7 separate regions of the Mus musculus genome follow, and all the other regions are linked to region 1. The links are chromatin contacts, called in public ChIA-PET, HiChIP or PLAC-seq and promoter capture Hi-C maps. All regions are on one chromosome and are shown on one strand. The core of a region is the stretch at or near the end of the contact, and the rest is flanking DNA. Distances in the headings are between cores, read along the strand shown.

Region 1 (2,680 bases), core at 96-2,595:
GTACTCACTGTCATTTACCAGTTCAGCTAGTTTTATTAACAATATGCATCGTCTCTAAACTCTAATCCCTGCCTCTCCCCGCTTCTCCCTCATCCATCTAGCCTTCCCTCCCCAAGTCTAGTCTTATCTTACTCTTGATTGTGGAGGAATAGCTCTCAGTCTATCATCCTCAAAAAAAGAAGAAACAAACAAAAGGAGGAACGGAGGGAAGGATGGAAAGGGGGGAAATATGGACTGGGAAGATGGTTCCATTGGTACAGGGCTTGCTGAGCAAGCTTGCTTGAGCACAGTAGGAGCCCCTGTAATCCCAAGCACTGAGGTAGGCACAAAAAGATTTTGGGTCTTTTTGGCCAGCCAGCCTAGCCAGGTTGGTGAGCTCTGGGTTTAGTGAGAGACCCTGTGTCAAAGAATAATGTGCAGTGTAATTGAGAAAGACTTGCTGGGCGGTGGTGGTGCACGCCTTTAATCCCAGCACTTGGGAGGCAGAGGCAGGTGGATTTCTGAGTTCCAGGCCAGCCTGGTCTACAGAGTGAGTTCCAGGACAGCCAGGTCTATACAGAGAAACCCTGTCTCGAGAAACAACAACAAAGAAAAGAAAAAAAGGAGATTGAAAGACACTTGCCGTTGACCCTCAACCTCCACGCAAGTGTAAGATGTGATGGTGTGAATGTAATCCCAGCATACATTCAAGCAAAACACACATTTTAAAAAATTATTTTGAGACAGGGTCTCACTGTGTTGCTCCAGCAGGCCTGGAACTGACCTCGCTGCGATAAACAGTGAGCCTCCACACAGGGCCTGATTGGCCTTTTCCAATACAGGGTCTGACTGATCGGGTTTTATTTTGTTTTAGACGGGGAGGGTCTCACTAAGTAGCCCAGGTTGACTTAGAACTCGGGATCCTCCTGCCTTCACCTCCCAAATGCCGGGATTACAGGCGCGTGCCACCCATCTCCGTTCTGTGCCTTGATTTCTAACATCACTCCTCTGCAGTCCAGGAGCGTCAGGGAAACCTCCAGCGTCAAAAACCGGGCTGTACTTTTCTTCTTTTCTTTCTTTCTTTTTTTTTTTTTTTAAGTTTTGCTGTTTTGAGACAGGCTTTATGTCTCCATGTCGCGCTGGAACTGTCTTTGTGAACCAGGCTGGACTCAAACTCACGGAACTCCTCTTGCCTCCGCCTCCCGCGTTCTGAGAGGCAAGGCGTGCACCGATCCGCCTACCTAAGCTGTAATTTTTCAAACTAGGGCTCTCGCGCCGTGCTCCGCACGCGGCGGCGGTTTCCCCTTTCCACCCGGCGCGCCGCGTCGACGACAGTGACGTCGGCGGCGGCGCGCGGCGCGGTGTACCCTGGGATATTTAAGTCCGCTCCGCGGCGCGGAGCCGCGATGTCTCCGGCGGCTGCGGCGGCTGACGGAGGCGAGCGGCGGCGGCCCCCGTTGGGCGGACGGGAAGGCCGGAGCCGGGCCCGCGGCTACGGAGGACCGGCGGGTGCTGCGGCCCTCGGCCTAGCGCTGCTCGGCCTCGCGCTCTACCTGGTGCCCGCGGCGGCCGCGCTGGCCTGGCTGGCCGTGGGGGCGAGCGCGGCCTGGTGGGGCCTGAGCCGAGAACCCCGCGGCCCGAGGGCCCTGTCGTCCTTCGTGCGCGACGCGCGCCGTCACCCGCGGCCAGCTCTCACCGCTTCACCGCCTCCGGCCAAGTCACCAGTCAACGGTAGCCTCTGCGAACCCCGCAGCCCGCTGGGAGGCCCCGACCCGGCTGAGCTCTTACTCATGGGCAGCTACCTGGGCAAGCCCGGCCCGCCCGAGCCTGCCCTCCGGCAGGACCCAAGGGAGAGGCCGGGGCGCCGCCCACCCGCACGCTCCCCGCCTCCGGCCTCGGCGGTCCAGCGAGTCCACCACGTCTACCCCGCGCTCCCCACCCCGCTTTTGCGACCCTCCCGGAGGCCGCCCCACCGGTAAGCCCCGGCGATCTTCCCAGGGTGGGGTCTCTGCGGCCGCGGATTTGACGTAGGGCTCAACCTGTAAATCGGATTTAACTCACCTCCCCTTTTTCTTTTCTTTGCCTTTTCCCTTTCTTTTTATCTCTACGCCCTTCCCTCCCTTTTCCCATTACTCTCTTTTCTCTTTATTTTTTTTCTTTTTCTTTTTTTTTTTTTTTAAGAGAGGGTATTTGATGGCATAGGCTGTCTAATCTCAACCCCGTTCTTTGGCTGAGCCTGTCCTTGAACTCATCCTCCTGCCTCGTCTTCTGAGCGAGTTCACTGATAGGATTACAGGTTTGCACCAGGTTGTATGCTGTGCTGGGATAGAACCCACAGCTTCAGTCATAGCAGGCAAGCTTGCCCTCTACCTATTCCCCAGCCTTTGGGTTTTTGTTCCCCCCCCCCCCCCCCCCGGAGACAGGATCTCATGTATCTGAGCTGTCCCTTGAACTCATGAGGGTGACTTTGGATTGCTGACCCTCCTGCCTTCACCTACTAAATGCTGGGATTACCGGTGTGCTCCACTACACTCAACCCGGATTCTGGATAAAAGCATTTTTTTCTTTTTAAATTGCATATTCACAGGGAGATGAGAGGATAGCTTGCTGGAGTCCTTTTTCTCTTTCCACGTGAATTTGAGGTTGATCTTGGGTCTCCAGCTTGGCAGCAAGCTCCTTCACAAGACGTTTCACTGGCCTT
Region 2 (2,680 bases), core at 46-2,545, 490 kb before region 1:
GTTACACATCCCTCCTGACCCGGGGCTCTTCGCCCTCCGCCCTGGGTCCGCTCCCCCTCCCCCCCACCTCCCCGCCCTCCATGCAAGGAATCAGAACTCACGTGTATTTCCGGGTGAAGCACCGAGAGATGTAGCCATGTTCGTCCTGCCTTTCTTCGTGCTTGCCTGTGGGTGGGGACAGAAGGTCAGAAGCAGCCCTCTGCTGTCCTAGCTAAGGAGTGGCTGGGACCCCCCAGGGAGGCAAACAAACCCGAGTGCGGCGGGGTGCCTGACTGTCTGGAATCTTAAAACTTTCCAGAAACTTCCCTTCTGAGATTTGGGATGCGAAGGGCTTGGCTCTGACCCAGACTTGGATACCAGGGTAGGTATACTCAAAGCCTCTGCGGCTGGGTCTAGGGACCCTGATCCTGCCGCTTGCTTATTTGGGAATGAGGTCTTCCAGAAGGTGTGTTGGGTCTTCCTTCATTTTGTTTCTGTGCTGCGGGTGGAACGCAAAGCCTCAAGGCCTCCCGGCAGGCCAGGCGAAGCTCTACCCTGAGCTACATCCCCAGCTGTTGGTCCATATCATCGAAGATGACAGAGCTTTTAAGAGCAACCTGCACCCCGCGTTCCGGGGCAAGAGAAGCAGGCAAAGGAGAATGATGCGGGCTCCGGGTCCCTAGGTTCATTTCTAACTTCTCAGGGTTCTATTCCTCAGGGTTTCAGCCCCCACCCTCAGCCCCCCAGCCACCACTCTCGCCTCGGCAGCTTCGTCCCCTCTGGGCACAAGGGAAACTCACCAGTGATCTCCACCACGCCTTCCTTGGTCTTCACTGTGAGCTCCTCCGGAGCGAAGTGGTTGACGTCCAGGGACACGCGCCAGCGATCAGCCGTCTGTCGGATCTCCGAGACCCCGCTGCTGAGCTGTCGGTTGAGCGCTCGGCTGAAGGCTGGTGCGGCCAGGGTCACCGCCGCGGGGCCCTCGGCGGTCGCGGCGGGCAGCGGGCGCACGTATCCGGGCCACCCAGCGGCGCTGAACCACTGCGACCACTCATCGGGCAACCGGGGCACCCCGAAAGCTTGATCGAAGAGGCGGCTGTGTGCAGGGTACCAGTCCCGGAATGGTTCCCAGCTCGGGCTCCGCAGCAGCGAGAAGGGCACGCGGCGCTCGGTCATGTTCTTGGCTGGTCAAGGCTGAGGATCTAGAAGCACTGGGCTGAGGATCCGAGAAGTGCCGGACTGGAGCCCCAGCGTGCTTTTATGTGTGCCCAGCCGGGTATTTTTAGCAGGCGGTGCTTCAGGTCTCTATTAATGGCAATGACCGTCTCAGGGGCCGCCCCTCGCCGCCCCTCCCCTCTGCATTCCTCCCCCTAAGCTTGCAAAGGGGGCGGGCAGGCGGGGCCAGGAAGGTTCTGCCCCCATCTGGAAACTTCTCTTGTTGAAGAAAACAAATGACGGCGTAATACCGGTAGCTGGAGCGATTCCCACTGTCGGGTTTAGGACACTGCTGGCTGAAGGGCGGTGGCCTGGGGCCAGCCCCATTTTTTATTGAGAATAACCAGGAGAGGTTAGGTCTTTTGTGTCGCAACTGGGAAGCAACTGAACCTGGTCTGAACCAGAAGGAGGCCCGTGGGAACACACATGTCATGGCACACCTGTGGAGGTCTCATGACACCGGCAAGATAGCTGTCTTCTATAGTGTATCTCCTGGGGAGCAAAGGCTTCGTGGCAGGCGCCTTAGTGTTCACTGAGTATCTTTCTGACCCAGAAACTGACTTTCTTTCTTCTTTCTCTCTTTCTCTCTCCTCTCTCCTCTCTCTCTCTCTCTCTCTCTCTCTCTCTCTCTCTCTCTGAAGTAGGATTTTTCTTTTTTTATTTTGATGCTTTTTTTTTGTTTTGTTTTGCTTTGCTTTTTTTTTTTTTTTTTTTTTTTTTTTTCTGAAGACAATGTTTCTCTGCATAGCCCTGGTTGTCCTGGAACTCACTTTGTAGACCAGGCTGGCCTCGAATTCAGAAACCCGCCTGCCTCTGCCTCCCAAGTGCTGGGATTAAAGGTGTGCATCACCACCGCTGGGCTATTTGATGCTTTTTTTTTTTTTTTTTTTTTTGGTTTTTCGAGACAGGGTTTCTCTGTATAGCCCTGGCTGTCCTGGAATTCACTTTGTAGACCAGGCTGGCCTCGAACTCAGAAATCCACCTGCCCGTGCCTCCGGAGTGCTGGGATTAAAGGCGTGCCCCACCACACCCGGCCGCTTTTTTTTTTTATTATATATATATATATATATATATATATATATATATATATATATATAATGTGTATCAGTGTTTTGCCTACATGAATGTCTGTGTGAGAGTGTTAGATCTTGAGTTACAGAGAGTATCAGAAATTGGAATGCCAGGTGGGTGCTAGAATTTGAACCTGGATACTTGTACTGGCTGGTTTAGTGTCAAATTGATACAAGCTGGAGTTATCACAGAGAAAGGAGCCTCCTTTGAGGAAATACCTCCATGAGATCCAGCTATAAGGCATTTTCTCAATTAGAGATCGGGGGGGGGGGGGCATTGTGGGTGGAGCCATTCTTGGGCTGGTAGTCTTGGTTCTATAAGAGAGCAAGCTGGGCCAGGTGGTGGTGGTGCACGACTTTAATCCCAGCACTTGGGAGGCAGAGGCAGGTGGGTTTCTGAGTTCGAGGCCAGCCTG
Region 3 (2,680 bases), core at 106-2,605, 460 kb after region 1:
GAACATGGCTCTGTGGTAGAGCTCCTGCCTAGAATTTACTAGGCAGGGTCTCAGGACTAATTGAGCAGTAGCATGTAGGAGGTCCTGGGTGCTGAAGGGAAGGCAGGGTGGTGTATCAGATCTTACCTCCACAGCTACCAGGCCAGTGCCACAGGCCACATCGAGGATCAGGGCATCATGGGGTGAGCCCCGAAAGGCTCGACTGAGACAATCCACAGCAAGGCGTGGGGCTCGGTACTTCAAAGCAGCCACATCCTGAGGAGATAGCACTTAGCCCAACATAGTGTTTAGACGACTCACCTTGTGGGGTGCCCAAGTTCTGCCAGTTTGAGCTTGTGTGTTTTAGAGTTCAGATCCTCCTAGGACCCCAGTAACAGAAGACCCGAGCTTGAGGTGTCTTACTTTTTTTTCGAGACAGGGTTTCTCTGTATAGCCCTGGCTGTCCTGGAACTCACTTTGTATACCAGGCTGGCCTCGAACTCAGAAATCCGCCTGCCTCTGCCTTCCGAGTGCTAGGATTAAAGGCATGCGCCACCACTCCCGGCTTTGAGGTGTCTTACTGTCAAGGGACCCCACACTAGTGGGGATCAAGCTGGCTGGCTACTGGCTGTGGCAGCTCTTAGCTGGTCTGTCTATACCGAATGATGTCTCAATAGCGCCTCCTGCAGGCTCTCTCCTCGTGTTTGTTGCAGGATTAATTAGGGGTTGCTTACAGGTCAGCCGGGGTGGGTGGGGGTGGGGTGGGTGCAGGTCTCTAAGGAGCACATCTCCCAGGTCTCTTTTCAGCTCCAAGTTTCCCTGAGATGCATGGGTACTATTTTAGCTTTGCTTATAAAAACAGAATCTGAGCCACAAAAGTCGAGGACCCACGTGCTTTCACCTGGTCATACTCCGGAGCCCAGTCGTCATAGAAGCGGAGCTTGCAGGCCAGGTCGGTGATACCGTGGGAGGTTCCGACCCGGGCCAGTACTTGGGGCAGCCGCCCAGCCTCCTCCTGAGTCATTCTCCTGCGGGGGCAGAGTCCACCCAGTGATGAGGTCCTCCACAGTCTTCCGTCCTCCCTCACCCGGCGGAGGAGGTTATCAGTGCTCCAACGCGGTCCCAAGCTACAAACAAGACCTTGAGTGGGAGATGGCAGGAGCTGACCTGTACGCCGAGGCGCTGTTTGTATGGGGAGGGGCTCATAGAGCGGGGGCACTCCCGCGCAGGGAGGGAGGACTACGCCTCAGCCCATCATTCCCGGAGGTGGATCGGGGGCGCGGGTGGGGTTCTTCCTCACCACAAGGGTCTCCAAGAAGGTACAGGCTCAGAACTCACCGCGCGGAACCCCCTTCTCCAGGCAGACCCGAGGGAAGTGGAGGGGCGTGTCTGAGAGCCTGGCCCCGCCTCCAGCACCGCGACGATTGGGTTTCCGTGAGATAAAACAGCCAATCCGAGAAAGAAATGACAGACTACCCTCCCTGAGCCAATGAGCGTATTGCGTGAGAAGATCTCAAACTCACGTGAGGATTTGTTTTTGTTTTTTCACAAATAAAAAAGTTTCTCTCCCTGCCTCGCTTCCTCCCTCGCTCCCTTCCTCCCTCTCTTTTTTCCTTCCTTCCTTCCTTCCTCCCTCCCTCCCTCCCTCCCTCCCTCCCTCCCTCCCTCTTTCTTTCTTTCTTTCTTTCTTTCTTTCTTTCTTTCTTTCTTTCTTTCTTTCTTCTTCCTTCCTCTCTTTCTTTCTTTCTTTCTTTCTTTCTTTCTTTCTTTCTTTCTTTCTTTCTTTCTAAGGTCTTGCTATGGAGCCCAGGGTGACTTGGAACTCCTTATATAGACCAGGTGGACCTCTGCCTCCCAGGAACTGGGATTTAAGCGTTGTGCCATTGCTCCTGGGTACAGTATTTAAAAAACAAACAAACCCGAAAACAACAAAAAAACCAATTTATTTGGGGGGGGGGGCAGATGGTGTGTAGCAGCCAGAGAGCCATTTTTTGATTCCTCCTCCTACCATGGGACTTCCAGGCATGGGACTCAGATTCTCAAGCTTGGCAGCAAGTGCTTTGATCTGCTCAGCCATCTCACTGATCCCCGTTTTTTAGTATTTGTATGGTTTCTTAGGGTCTGAAAATCCAAAACAACCCATGCAGACACAAGAGTCCACGCAAAGCAAGAACTTTGTTTGAGTCAGGCGCAGAAACTGACCAGACAGGGACAACAGCACCGACTTGGGAGCAGACTGCGTCTTCCAATGTTCATCTTAGTAGTTAAACAGCTGGTAAAACTTTATTGTGCTCAGACCGCTGCTGATCGATCAGGACCGAAGAACAGACCTGGAAGTTGGACTTCCCCTCAGAGCCGGAATGGTACAGAGGTTTTAAGCTCGAAAGCCACAAATATCTGCCCCTATATGCAGTCACAACTCAGAATCATTTATTCGTTCATAATTAGAAACAATCATTATGTTTTGGGGAACAAAAAAAAAAAAAGCCGGGCGGTGGTGGCGCACGCCTTTAATCCCAGCACTTGGGAGACAGAGGCAGGCAGATTTCTGAGTTCGAGGCCAGCCTGGTCTACAAAGTGAGTTCCAGGACAGCCTGGAACTCAGAGAAACCCTGTCTCAAAAAAAAAAACCCAATAATAATAAGAAGAAGAAGAAGAGGAAGAAGAAGAGGAAGAAGAAGGAGGAGGAAGTTGGCTAGCC
Region 4 (2,680 bases), core at 84-2,583, 410 kb after region 1:
GTCCCCAGCAGGTGCCCCGTAGGGGAGGTGGTAGCCTGTGCGGTGGCGTTCAGGATAAGGAAGCTCCAGCGACTGCAAAAAACGAAAGACTTTTATTGAAAAATATGAAATGGCCCGTTTCATGGTTTGCCTGTCTCTGCCCACTGTGAGCTTCTGCGGGGCTGGCAAGTAGCTGCAGTGGCCACCCCAGCCCAGTTCTTGGGAAGGGCGAGGTTTCTTTGTCCATTCGGCTTGGACAGTTCCTAGGCCCGGTAGTCAGGTGGCAGCCGGAGAAGGGGAGATGCCAGCCTGTCTGTCCTCTTCCAGCCTAGCAAGCAGACTGTGTGTCGTCTGTCACCATCTGGAAGGTGGGGTGGTCTCAGACGCGAGGCTGCACGCTGGACGGGTGGGGTTCATCGACTGCTGGTAGTGGTGACGGTACGGTCTGCGTGCACCCGGCCCCTCAGACGTAGTCCTTGCGGTCGTAGGCGGTGCCGGTACCGGTGCCAGGGCCGGTGGATCGCGGCGCAGAATAGAGGATCTTGGTGGGTGCATACTTGTCGCGCGGTGGGCAGGAGCAACACAGCAAGGCGCCCCCTAGCAACTGCAGCGCGGCGGCAGCCCAGCCCACGTACAACCCAGCTCCCATCTCCCGCTTCTGGGCCTCGGGCACCAACGGGTTATAGAAATCCCTGATGATGGTGTTGGCCGACCAGGACACCGGTACTAAGGTGAGCAGAGCCGCCAACAGGAAAAGCACTCCCGCCACGATGGTGATCTTGGCCTTGGCCGTCTCGTCTTGTACGCAGTTGGTACACTGGGCGCCCACGAGCGCCACGAGGAGCCCGAAGGCGGCCAGCAGGATGGACACCACGATGAGGGCTCGGGCGGCCTGCAGGTCCTGCGGCAGGGCCAGCAGCGAGTCGTACATTTTGCACTGCATCTGACCGGTGCTCTGCACCACGCAGTTCATCCACAGGCCCTCCCAGGTGATCTGCGCCGTGATGATGCTGCTGCCGATGAAGGCCGAAACGCGCCACATGGGAAGGGCGCAGCACACGATGGTGCACAGCCAGCCCAGCACGGCCAGCGACGTGCCGGTGATCTCCAGGCCCATGGACATGGCTGCTGGACTTGAACCGGCTCGGCCGGGCAGCTCAGGGGACTGGGAGACCAGGGATCGCGGCCGCTGGACCTGGGAATCAACTGCCCTTCGAAAACTGACGGACGTCTGTCGCCGGGAACGACGGGTGGGTGGCAAAGGACGGAGCGCGCTTAACGGCTCCTCTCCTGGGGCTCGCACAGAGACTGCCCCTGCACCTGCCTGTGGCTTTGGAGACTGGCTTCTGAGACTGGGTTGGCTCTGGGATGGGGTGGGTTGGACTTAGCTTGGTGCCTAGAGGAGGAGGGTGGAGCTCGCTCTTCTGGCCCAGGGGACAGTGACGTGTGTCCCGTCCAGTCCGGTCCGTCCTCCCCAACCCCCTTCACCATAGGAGAAAGGATTTGGCTAGAACCTCAATGCTGAAGTGTATGTGTTGTGTGTGGCGGGGGTGGGGGTGGGGTGGGAGAGTGTGTATCGAAGGAGGGCGGGGTCGTCTAAGCTCCCTCCCTTCCCAACCTCCCCAAGCTCCTTAAGCATAACGAATTCTCTAGAGCTATACAGAGTGGGAGGGGCGCTTCAAGGATTTGAAGTGCAAATCACCAATTGTAAACTGCTTGACTCTCTTGTCCCCCACCTCCGTCTTCTTTAGCGCGGGAGGCGTAGGATGGAGGCGCGGCCAATTCCTCTGGACAACCCGGACTGGGAGGACCTAGGTGGGGGCGTGGCTGAGGCTGTTTGTCGCCGTAGGTGGATGGAATTGTAGCACCTGCTCCAAGTCCCTCAGGCTTTGACACAAGCACTCTGGCCTTGTCCAAGTGCAACCTGATATACAGAACTCTGAAACCAGGGACAACGACCACCTGCAGAGCCCACTCTGCACCTCAGGGACCGGTGTTGAGTTCAAATTCTTGTCCAGCACCCTCATGTGACCTGGGCTGGTGGCAAGCCTACATGGCTTAGCTCAAATGCCCGCCCACCTAGAAGCTGCTTTCCCCCACGGAGGTTCTCTAGATGGAGTCTTGTTTTCTTTCCTTTGGGGGTGGGGGCGGGGCAGAGTGAGTACCAGGGTGAGTGAACAGTGGGAAAGAGATTTGATACACATGAGAAAAAAAAAAGACGTCTAGCCAGGTGTGTTGGCTCCTGCCTGAGGCTGAGGCAAGCAGACAGCTGTGAGTTCAAGGCCAGATACAGCGAAACTGTGTCTCACAACTCCTGTGCAGAAGCCCTGTGCAGCATGCCATGCCTGTAGTCCCAGAGCTTGGGAAAGTGGAGGCAGGCAGGAGTTCAAGACCATCTTGGCGACACGGAGAATTCAAAGCCAGATGGGCTACATGAGACCCTGGCTCAAACAAGCTACAAAGTAACACCAAAAAAGCCCCCAAAACACCAATTCCTTTTGCCTCCGGACACTGACTCCCCTGCCGCACACCTTGGGGTGGCGCATGCTCCGACTTCTCCCGTTGCCTCTTCCCTTCACCTCAGCTAGGATACAGCTCTTTTGGTTTAGTTTCCTATACATCCTCTTCGAGGACCCGTGCTTGGGGTCCTTTCTCCATGAGACACTCCTACAGCTCTCCGCATAGCTCACTGACCTCGCTT
Region 5 (2,680 bases), core at 95-2,594, 400 kb before region 1:
GGAAATGTCTCTTCCTCCCCAGTAGGTCAGCTATCCTGGGGTGACTATTTTCAAGAGGTTCTCCACTTCTGGCATCTGCTTCTGTCTGCCCTGCAGTGACCCCAGTTAGATGGCATAACAGAATGAAGAGGGTCAAGAGAGAATGTGATCTAGTCAACTGGCTAGGATCCCCTTGTGTTAGAGAAAAGGAGACAACAGTTCTCTCTCTCTCTCTCTCTCTCTCTCTCTCTCTCTCTCTCTCTCTCTCTCTCGGTCAGATTTGTCATTTTTATGTATATGTCTACCTGCACAGTCTTTTGTTTTGGTTTTTAAAATATTTATTTATTTGCTTTATGTACGAGTTCTCAGCTTTCAGACACACCAGAGGAGGGCATCGGATTCCATTACAGACGGTTGTGAGCCACCGTGTGGTTGCTGGGATTTGAACTCAGGACCTCTGGAAGAGCAACCAGTCATCTTAACCACTGAGCCATCTCTGAGTCCCCTACCTGTGCAGATTTATGTGCAGCACCTGAGTGCAGGAGTCCCCAGAGCCTGGAAGAGGCCGTTGGATCCTCTGGAACAGTCCACACCTGAGTGCTAGAAACTGGACTCAGGTCCTCCGGAAGAGCAATAAGCCTCTTACTGGGAGCTAACAATAGCCTTTTAAAGTAGGTTCAGGCGATCTATCCTGAGCCCAGAATACAGGCCCCAGGCCAGGTCTCTGGCCTCAGATGTCTGCAGAAACTGCAGGGCAGACCTGGGCCTGTCCCCACTCCTGTCCCCTAGGTAGCTTTCTTCTACACTGGGTTTGAATATCAGCCTCCTTTCTCCTTGGATATCAGCATTGTCCTTGTCCAGTGTCCAGAGCGTTGGAGGCAGGAAAAGCCCATAGACAGTCTGGCCACTCCCTCAAACCTACAGAGACTCAGAGCTTTGCTTTCCGACCTAGGGGCGTCTTTCCTTGGCCCTCCCTTTATTGTTTGCTCTTACTCTGGCGGCTGGCGACTGTCCCCTCCCTTCTGCCTGGATGAGACAAGACCAGACAGCACGGCTAGCCTGATTTGGCTCTGGAATGCTAATCTCACTCCCGAGTGACCTAGTCTGCCTGGAAACTATGCACAGCATCGGCCTCTCGCCCCCTCTTCTGGCCACAGAGGGAACTGCAGAGTCTGGGCCCGGAAGCCTGGACACCACAGCGAACTCACGAAAACTCACTAAATTGCTCTCCTTTTCATTTTCCAATGCGACCGTGGTTCCTTCCCCTGACCCCAGCAATCTTCTACAATCCATTTGTTCTCATTCGGGTCCCCCACTGCCTCGAAGCTGCTAAGGACTGCCTCTCATAATGGCTTGCATAATGAGCACATTAACACTCCAATCACCACCCTCGCCTTGCTTTGCTAGTCAGGAAACAGGAGGTGGTCAGGGAGGGAGTTAACTGGATGGACATTCTACAAGAACAGTACTAGCTTTTAGCTGCTAAGTCATCCCTCCAGCTCTTCCTGGTCTTCCACTGACCCCAGAGCTCCCTGATTGGCTAGCCTGGCTGGCCAGCAAGTGCCAGGAATCCTCCTGTCTCCGTTCTACCTCCAATTTCCTCAGTGCTGTGGTTACATGTGCATAATGCCACACCTGGCTTTTTCTGTGTGCTCTTCGTCTGTGTTTAAGTACTAGGTATTTCCCCCACTGAGCATCTCCCCAGTGGCGCTGAGAGGGAGTGGAAATGGGGCTGAGAAGTGAGTTGGCCCTTCCCAAGCTGCTTACAGCCACCCCGTTGACTCTCAGGCTCTCTGTTGTGTTCTTGCATCGTGGAGTGCCGGCCTTTGGCTAGGAGTCTCTTGGCACTTTCCCGGAATGTAGTCTAGAGCCCACTTCGCATGCAAAGAGGATCTTTCTCATTGGACTGAAGCAGCTTCAGTCTGTGGCCTAACACCAAATTGTGAAGTTATTTAAAACATCGAGTCATCTCCCTCTTTTGTTAGATTTATATTTGTGTGCACGTGTGTTCAGGTGTGTTTGTCTGTGTGTGCACTTGTGTGTGGAGGTCAGAGGTCAACTTCAGGTGTTCCTCAGAACATCCAGTCTGTCCATCTTGGTTTTGAGACAGTCTGTCTCATGGGCCTGCCACTCAGTGATGTGACCAGGTTGCCTGGCCAGTGAGTCCTGGGGGTTCAAACTCACGGCCTTGTGCTTATGAAGAACATGTCCTCTACCAGGGAACTGTCGACCTTATGCAATGTTTTCCTTACTAGATTGTGGGACTTTTGATGAGGAACCTTGTAGCTGGCAAGGCCTTAATCTCAGGCTCAGAAGTTTGGACACACTTGCTCCTTCGCTGCCTGAAATGCTAGCCCAGCACTCTCCTGTGTGAGCAGGCTGCCAAGGAAGACTGGAGATCCCTGCTCTGCCTAGACATCTGGGGGTGTCTTTTCTGGAGCCTTGGGGTCCCAGCCCTTCACCTTCATTTCTCCTGCTAGTTCTGAGACCAGAGCTGTCAGGCGAGACCTGACAGGCAGGAGCCAACACCAATGTGGCAGTGGGACCTGAGATCCCAGCGCTCAGAAGGATTTTTCACCTTAAGCGGGATTTTGTATTACCTTAAACATAGTGAGACTGTCAAAAAAGCATGTAGCCAGAGGACATAAAGGTCATTGCTTTCCTACTTTCACTCTTGCCATGGAGTTTTTGCTGGGTGGTA
Region 6 (2,680 bases), core at 72-2,571, 390 kb after region 1:
ACATGTGGAGATCAAATGAGAACTTCAGGTGCCAAGGAGAGAGGGCATGCAGACCAAAGGAGGATCAGAGTAGTCAGGGAGCAAATGGCTTAAATGGCTGGGTTAACAGGAAAGAGACGCTGGGGGACGGGAAGCCTCTGGACTGGAAAGGTTTATAGTAAGGGGTCGGGGGTAACAAGAGCAGAGAGCTGCCACTCGTACTGAGTAAGCCAGGAGGCTAGAGTGTGCTTTGGCATGCTAGTAGGTGCCACAAAATTGTCCCAAGTTTCTTTGGGACCTGACAAAGAGACCTGTTATGTCTCAGTAACATAAATGGACTAACTGTGGGGCATCTTACAGGACCAGGCCTCTTCATAGATGTTTTACGGTTTACTGGGCACTGAAACTTTCCATTTTCAGGTCACCAAGAGCCCAGACCTGAGTGATTGAAACTAGGTCCACTGCCCTCAGCCTTACCCCTTAGCCCCCGCCCACCCATGCACCGCCCCATCCGGAAGCTCACCCTCCGGCCAGTCCTCTGAACCATTGCCTTGGCGAGGGAGTTGAAGTTGGTTTTGCTGCCGAAGAGCCCATGCAAAAAGACGATGGCTGGGAGTGTCGCGTCTCCATCTAGAAGATTATAAGACAGCGGCAGCGGCCTGGAAGGTGGGGGCCACCATGGAGTAAGGGGGAGGAGAGAGTGAAAGAAAAAAGGGGCGAGGCCAAAGGAGAGGCGGGGCCAGCTAAGCCGCGTGCGAAGTGGACCAGTGGAGAACAACCCTCCCAGTGCCCTTGGCTGACCTCAGATCGGCGTTTTCTTGGCCACTACTGCGGCTGCTACAGAACGTGACAGGAACCGCCAAACGCCTGGGAGAGGAGGCACCGAGTACCCCACGGGGGACCCTCCACGCTCGCGCCCAGCGGAGCATGCCCACAGCCCGCAAAGTGTGCTTCCTAGGGCTGTCCTGCGCACGCTCCGCCTTTCAGAGCCCTGTCTATTCCAACTAGGGCTCCGCCTTTTCCCCCGCCCCCCCCCCATCGAGGCGCCACTTTAGGCCACGTGGTCTAATGTATTCCCGGAGTCAGTTCAGCCCCCTCCCAAAGCAGAAGCTTCTTGGACGCAGCCGCTAGACGACCCCAGCCCTTGCACGTTACACATTTCCTGCAGCCACTTTGAGCCTGGTCTGTAGGACTAGCTGGCTTGGTAACAGGCTGGGCGTAGCCATACAGCGCTAGCCCTGCCCCCTTGCGCCACTACGCAATTCCTACAGACGCTGTGAGCCGCTTAGAGACCAGTTCCCGACCAGGACCAGGGAAGCGCTACGTGGGACTGGTCCCTCCTCTGGGACAATATACAATCCCCTTTAGATCTGTGAGCCCCTGCCACGCCCTGGACGGGGTCACCAACTGGCTTGTTCTTCGCACCGTCACTCAACCGTCGTAGCCACTGCCAGGCACCCGGACGTAGGCTTCTTAGCCACACCTTGCGGAGCCACCGGGGACTCTGGGACCGCCTCCTGCATCATTACGTAATTCCCACTTTGCATGCATCTGCGAGTTCAGTTCCTTGGCCACGCCCTATCGTAGGCGGGGCTGTAAGAGGCCCTTGCACGGTTTCGCAACATTTTAAACTGCTCTAGCTCCCGGAATTGGACTCCTTGACCACGCCTTGGGCGGAGCTACCCGATTGTGGCACCGGCTTTTGCGCCATTACGTAATCCTGCCGGGTTCTGTGCACACTTCCCTGAACCCCTTGACAACGTCGTAGGCCACGCCTCTTCTTTTAAGAGCTTCTTAGTCTTCTAGTGTTTCCCTACTGGCGATCAGAGGTCCTCAGTTCGAGGCGCAAGTGTGGGGCGTGTCCCTAGCAAACTGAGAAGTCCTTTCTCGGCTGGCGAGCGGACCCCACCTGGCCTGCTCCTCTGTCCTCAGGCACCGCCCTGGGTGGGTACCATGCTCTCTGTGCCTCCGGCATGGTCAGGAGGCGCCAGGAGTGATTCTTGTTCCAGCTCCCGCCAGCTCTCTGGCGCCTTGCTCCGTAGTTGGGAGCCCTGTCAGGCTCCCCAGAGCACGAGTGCTTTGTCTCTCTGTCTCCTCACAGGAAACACCTAGGAGGAAGGGGCTTTCGCTCGATCTCCTCACTTAATCGATTAACTGAGGTGCAGAAAGGGCAAAGGATTGGGCCAACAGGCAGAACCAGAGTCTTAGTCCAGTCTTCCGTTCCTGGTCCAGGTCAATTTGAAAAACCAGGATTAAACCCTTAGCCAGGGATTTGTACTGTAGTTACCTGCACTGAATAGAGATGGCTCCGGGCCAGGTGTAGTGGCTACAATTTTAATCCCACACATTGGTGGCAGAGGCAAGCGGTTCTCTATGAGTTCAAGGCCAGCCTTGTATATAAGAGTCCAAGAACATCTAGAAATGCATAGAAAAACTCTGTCTCAAAAAAGAAAAAAGGAAGGAAGAAAGAGCCCTCATTAACAACCCGCCATTAGCAGAGAGTGGCAACCCTCTGCCCAGACTGCACCGCATTCTGCACCCATTTCCCCCAGAAAGCCTGCCCCCTGCTGTCTCCCCTCATAGTCTAGGGAAAGTCCCCGCAGCCCTCTTCTGCTGCGGTCCATCCTTTAGCAGTTCCGGAGCTGGTTTGGTCATAGCAAACACATCTGCTGGGGCGCCTTCAGGACTCCTTGTTACTGAA
Region 7 (2,680 bases), core at 95-2,594, 330 kb after region 1:
ATTGGCAATCTTTGACTCTTTTTCTTAGTGGGGAAGGAGGACACAAAAGATAACAGAGTTGGGGCCTAAACCCTGTGCCTTTTGTTGCTAGCATTCTCTCACAGAGCTACATCCCCAGCGTCTGCTGGATCTTTGATCAAGTCTCACCTGTGGCTTGGGGTAACACAGAAAAACAAATTTCACTCGAGTCCCCAAGAATTAAATCTTTTTGGCATCGGACAACCAGTCGTATTGCACAGTTCAGCAGTTACAGGGGAAACACCACCTATTATACAGACATGTGGCAGGGGACAGGGCAAATCTTGCTCAGGGCTTCTGGTTAAAACCGCAGCAAGTGTTCTGGGAGTTGGCAACTGAAGGTAACTTCTAGAAATGAACAGGCACCCAGGGGACTCTGGAAAGCACTTAAATTTCTGGTCTTCACAGGAATCTTTATCCGGGGGCCTCTTTCTTGGCCACTGAAAAGCGTCTTTTTCTGGACCAAAGGAGAGGGATGTGTTGATCACTGGCCAGGCTGGAGGGTGTGAGGAGGGTCAAGAGAACACCACTAGAGGAAGTCAAGTCAATCGCAGACCAATGGTTCAAAGGTCTAGAAAGGAAGGTTGCTTGGGCTGGATCCCTTCCCCTCCTTTTCTCCGATTAAATACGAAAGCCAACAAAGACGAAGATAAGGAAAAGGACGACAAAGAAAGTGGCGTCTCGTGTATCGTCCCAGCTGGTCCCCTTGTTGGCCTGGTTCTCCTGCTTTTTGCGAAGGGCTTCCCTCCGGGCGCGCAAACGCCGTTCTCTCTCTAGCTGCTCTCCGTAGTGCGCCTGGTAGAAGGCGTCAAAGTCGAACATGGTGCGACCGTCGCCGGGAGAAGCCCTAGAGCCACCGGGAGCCCGAGGGGTGTAGGGAGGAGGGCGAGGAGGAGCGGGATCGGCCACGGGCGTCTTAGAGGGCTTGACGCCAGGTCCGCGCAGGTCCTGGTCGCTGAGCAAACCTCGGTCATACTTGCGCCGGAGGATGGTGCTGCCCAAGACCAGGTAAGCTTCGGAGACGCGCGTGAAGCGCTCGGCGGCCTCGGCGCTCCCGGGGTTGCGATCCGGATGGTAGAGGAAGCTCTGCCGGTAGTACGCCGCTTTGATCTGTGCTTGCGTGGCCGTGGAGGGGACGCCCAGCAGCTCATAGAGGGCGGTGCGGGAGTAAGTCCTCCCTCGCGAGCACAAACCCGTGGCGGAACTCGGAGGCAACCCCCGGACCTGCCACCATCTCCATAGCGGTGACAGGGTCCACCCCAGGCAGCGCGCGGCCGCCATGTTGTGGCTGGGAGGGGGCGGCGCCGAGGCAGCCAATGGAGGCCTCGAATCCTGAGCGGCGTCCCCACCTTCTAGCCAATCAAATAAAAGGAAAGGCGGGGGAAAAGGTCCGCCTGAGGCGGGCGCAGATTGATGACGTCAAAGCGTCGCGCTAGTGCTCGCCGGTCCCAGCGTTGCCATACCATCGAGATGGCATCTCGTAGCCGGAGACCCGAACACAGCGGACCGCCGGAGCTGGTGAGAGCCCCGCCAGGTCTTGGTCTTTTTCTAGAATGACTGCTTTTGGATTCTTCCCTTAAAACTCCCATGTGTTTTTCTCTTCTCAACAGTTTTATGACCAGAATGAAGCCCGGAAATACGTTCGCAAGTGAGGAGAGCATGGCTGTTGAGCGGCATCGCGGGGGTCGGGATCGGCGAGTCGCCCCGATTATGGGCGTCCCTTGGAAAGCATGTAGAATTTGGGAGTGTGTGTGAGTGTGTGTGTGTGTGTGTGTGTGTGTGTGTGTGTGTGGGTCTGCGTACATGCAGTTCTGCCACCGGTAAAGGGAACTTGAAGCCATTGAGCTCCTGGAAAGATCTTGCTACCTCAGTGTGGGTATATTCATCTCCAGTTTACCCTGGGTCGTTTGACAATGTGTTTTAAATATGTGGTAAAGTAAGCAATAGTTAGAAGATATGATAAGGTACTGTCATACTGCATAAGTGGTCTGTCACTGAGCGATACTTCCTGCCCCTCGCTTGGGGATTCTAAGTAGACATTTTACTTTTGAGGCACACCCCTAGCCATTCACTGGATGATTCTGAAAAGCACTCTACCATTAGGCTACACCCCCGGAAGGAATCAGTACTATTAGAGAGAGGACATACTCATTGTGGGTTTATTGTGATCTTTATTTAAATGCATGATTGCACTGAGTTGTCATGTCAACCATTGACATAAATAATATCTGAATCCTCTACATGGTAGCTTATTTGGTTTTGTTTGTTTGTTTGAAACCTGGTCTCATATTGCCCAGAGTATTCTTGAACTTGCTATGTAGTGGAGGTGATTGAATTCCAGACCCTCTTGTCTCTACCTTACTAGTGGTAAAATTGCAGACATGGTCCCGCACGTATGGCTGTATGGAACACTCTTCTGTGGGGCTGTTTACCTTGATTTTTGGGAAGACCAGGTGTGGCCATTCTCTGTTCAGTATGGCAGTCAGTAGCTAGCTATTAAAACTGTAAGTCAAAATGGCCTAATGTGAAGAAATGAGCACACATACACACAACACACACACACACACACAACACATTCACAATTTTATACTGATTATGTACTGAAATGTCATTTTGAGTATATTGGCCTAAAAGTCATTCTTTAGTAACTCTAGAGTTAAGT

What was found. Promoter capture Hi-C pulls out the DNA fragments that hold promoters and counts their contacts. ChIA-PET counts read pairs in DNA pulled down with a chosen protein or histone mark. HiChIP or PLAC-seq counts read pairs in DNA pulled down with a chosen protein or histone mark.
Region 2: a promoter capture Hi-C map of liver shows a contact between it and region 1, with 3 times the contacts expected there. The contact joins the promoter of Hspb1 here to the promoter of Pom121 in region 1. A contact is called at or near these places in 1 of 39 promoter capture datasets (liver), 2 of 115 datasets of contacts at active chromatin or transcription factors (bone marrow-derived macrophages and embryonic limb bud) and 3 of 9 other capture datasets (adipose tissue, embryonic stem cells and liver).
Region 3: a contact with region 1 is called in an RNA polymerase II ChIA-PET map of memory CD8 T cells, with 6 read pairs. The contact joins the promoter of Mettl27 here to the promoter of Pom121 in region 1. A contact is called at or near these places in 2 of 484 Hi-C or Micro-C datasets (both in CD4 T cells) and 1 of 115 datasets of contacts at active chromatin or transcription factors (memory CD8 T cells).
Region 4: a FOXA1 HiChIP or PLAC-seq map of pancreatic cancer cells shows a contact between it and region 1. The contact joins the promoter of Cldn3 here to the promoter of Pom121 in region 1. A contact is called at or near these places in 1 of 39 promoter capture datasets (cranial neural crest), 1 of 484 Hi-C or Micro-C datasets (embryonic stem cells) and 1 of 115 datasets of contacts at active chromatin or transcription factors (pancreatic cancer cells).
Region 5: an H3K4me3 HiChIP or PLAC-seq map of bone marrow-derived macrophages shows a contact between it and region 1, with 3 times the contacts expected there. The contact joins the enhancer-like site here to the promoter of Pom121 in region 1. A contact is called at or near these places in 1 of 15 datasets of contacts at CTCF or cohesin (large pre-B cells), 7 of 484 Hi-C or Micro-C datasets (the G1E-ER4 cell line, bone marrow, bone marrow-derived macrophages and 3 more), 15 of 115 datasets of contacts at active chromatin or transcription factors (the SCID.adh cell line, bone marrow-derived macrophages, craniofacial prominence and 10 more) and 2 of 9 other capture datasets (embryonic stem cells and liver).
Region 6: a promoter capture Hi-C map of pre-B cells shows a contact between it and region 1, with 4 times the contacts expected there. The contact joins the promoter of Abhd11 here to the promoter of Pom121 in region 1. A contact is called at or near these places in 5 of 39 promoter capture datasets (the HPC-7 cell line, the SN4741 cell line, cranial neural crest and 2 more) and 1 of 115 datasets of contacts at active chromatin or transcription factors (memory CD8 T cells).
Region 7: a contact with region 1 is called in a promoter capture Hi-C map of erythroid cells, with 4 times the contacts expected there. The contact joins the promoter of Dnajc30 here to the promoter of Pom121 in region 1. A contact is called at or near these places in 4 of 39 promoter capture datasets (cranial neural crest, erythroid cells, liver and 1 more), 2 of 484 Hi-C or Micro-C datasets (B cells and CD4 T cells), 3 of 115 datasets of contacts at active chromatin or transcription factors (bone marrow-derived macrophages, extraembryonic endoderm stem cells and pancreatic cancer cells) and 2 of 9 other capture datasets (adipose tissue and pancreatic islet).

Annotation. Positions count from the first base shown.
Region 1 is chr5:135,393,211-135,395,890 of GRCm38.p6, reverse strand. It overlaps Pom121 (nuclear pore membrane protein 121), which reads left to right and starts at 1,345. Exons shown (of 13, transcript NM_148932.2): 1 at 1,345-1,954. The coding sequence starts at 1,386.
Region 2 is chr5:135,886,534-135,889,213 of GRCm38.p6, reverse strand. It overlaps Hspb1 (heat shock protein 1), which reads right to left and starts at 1,295. Exons shown (of 3, transcript NM_013560.2): 1 at 780-1,295; 2 at 102-165. The coding sequence starts at 1,155.
Region 3 is chr5:134,931,048-134,933,727 of GRCm38.p6, reverse strand. It overlaps Mettl27 (methyltransferase like 27), which reads right to left and starts at 1,355. Exons shown (of 6, transcript NM_024479.2): 1 at 1,318-1,355; 2 at 881-1,106; 3 at 127-255. The coding sequence starts at 1,003. It overlaps 9030607J07Rik (a long non-coding RNA gene), which reads left to right and starts at 1,057. Exons shown (of 3, transcript XR_868588.3): 1 at 1,057-1,148; 2 at 1,340-1,502; 3 at 2,098-2,680.
Region 4 is chr5:134,984,867-134,987,546 of GRCm38.p6, reverse strand. It overlaps Cldn3 (claudin 3), which reads right to left and starts at 1,333. Exons shown (of 1, transcript NM_009902.4): 1 at 71-1,333. The coding sequence starts at 1,102. The coding sequence ends at 443. Wbscr25 (Williams Beuren syndrome chromosome region 25 (human)) reads left to right here. Exons shown (of 5, transcript NR_026907.1): 5 at 1-114.
Region 5 is chr5:135,793,160-135,795,839 of GRCm38.p6, reverse strand. No RefSeq gene overlaps it. Among named protein-coding and RNA genes, the nearest start is that of Mdh2, 16 kb to the right of the region's middle. Within about 2 kb of position 1,344, at least 225 of the 459 cell types and tissues checked have an H3K27ac peak or open chromatin away from gene starts, as enhancers often do. A contact at or near this core is called in the G1E-ER4 cell line, the SCID.adh cell line, bone marrow-derived macrophages and 8 more, where this site is marked.
Region 6 is chr5:135,007,940-135,010,619 of GRCm38.p6, reverse strand. Abhd11 (abhydrolase domain containing 11) reads right to left here and starts at 1,321. Exons shown (of 6, transcript NM_145215.2): 1 at 781-1,321; 2 at 503-638. The coding sequence starts at 908.
Region 7 is chr5:135,062,870-135,065,549 of GRCm38.p6, reverse strand. It overlaps Dnajc30 (DnaJ heat shock protein family (Hsp40) member C30), which reads right to left and starts at 1,344. Exons shown (of 1, transcript NM_025362.3): 1 at 185-1,344. The coding sequence starts at 1,299. The coding sequence ends at 640. It overlaps Bud23 (BUD23, rRNA methyltransferase and ribosome maturation factor), which reads left to right and starts at 591. Exons shown (of 13, transcript NM_025375.4): 1 at 591-1,026; 2 at 1,375-1,536; 3 at 1,629-1,666. The coding sequence starts at 1,489.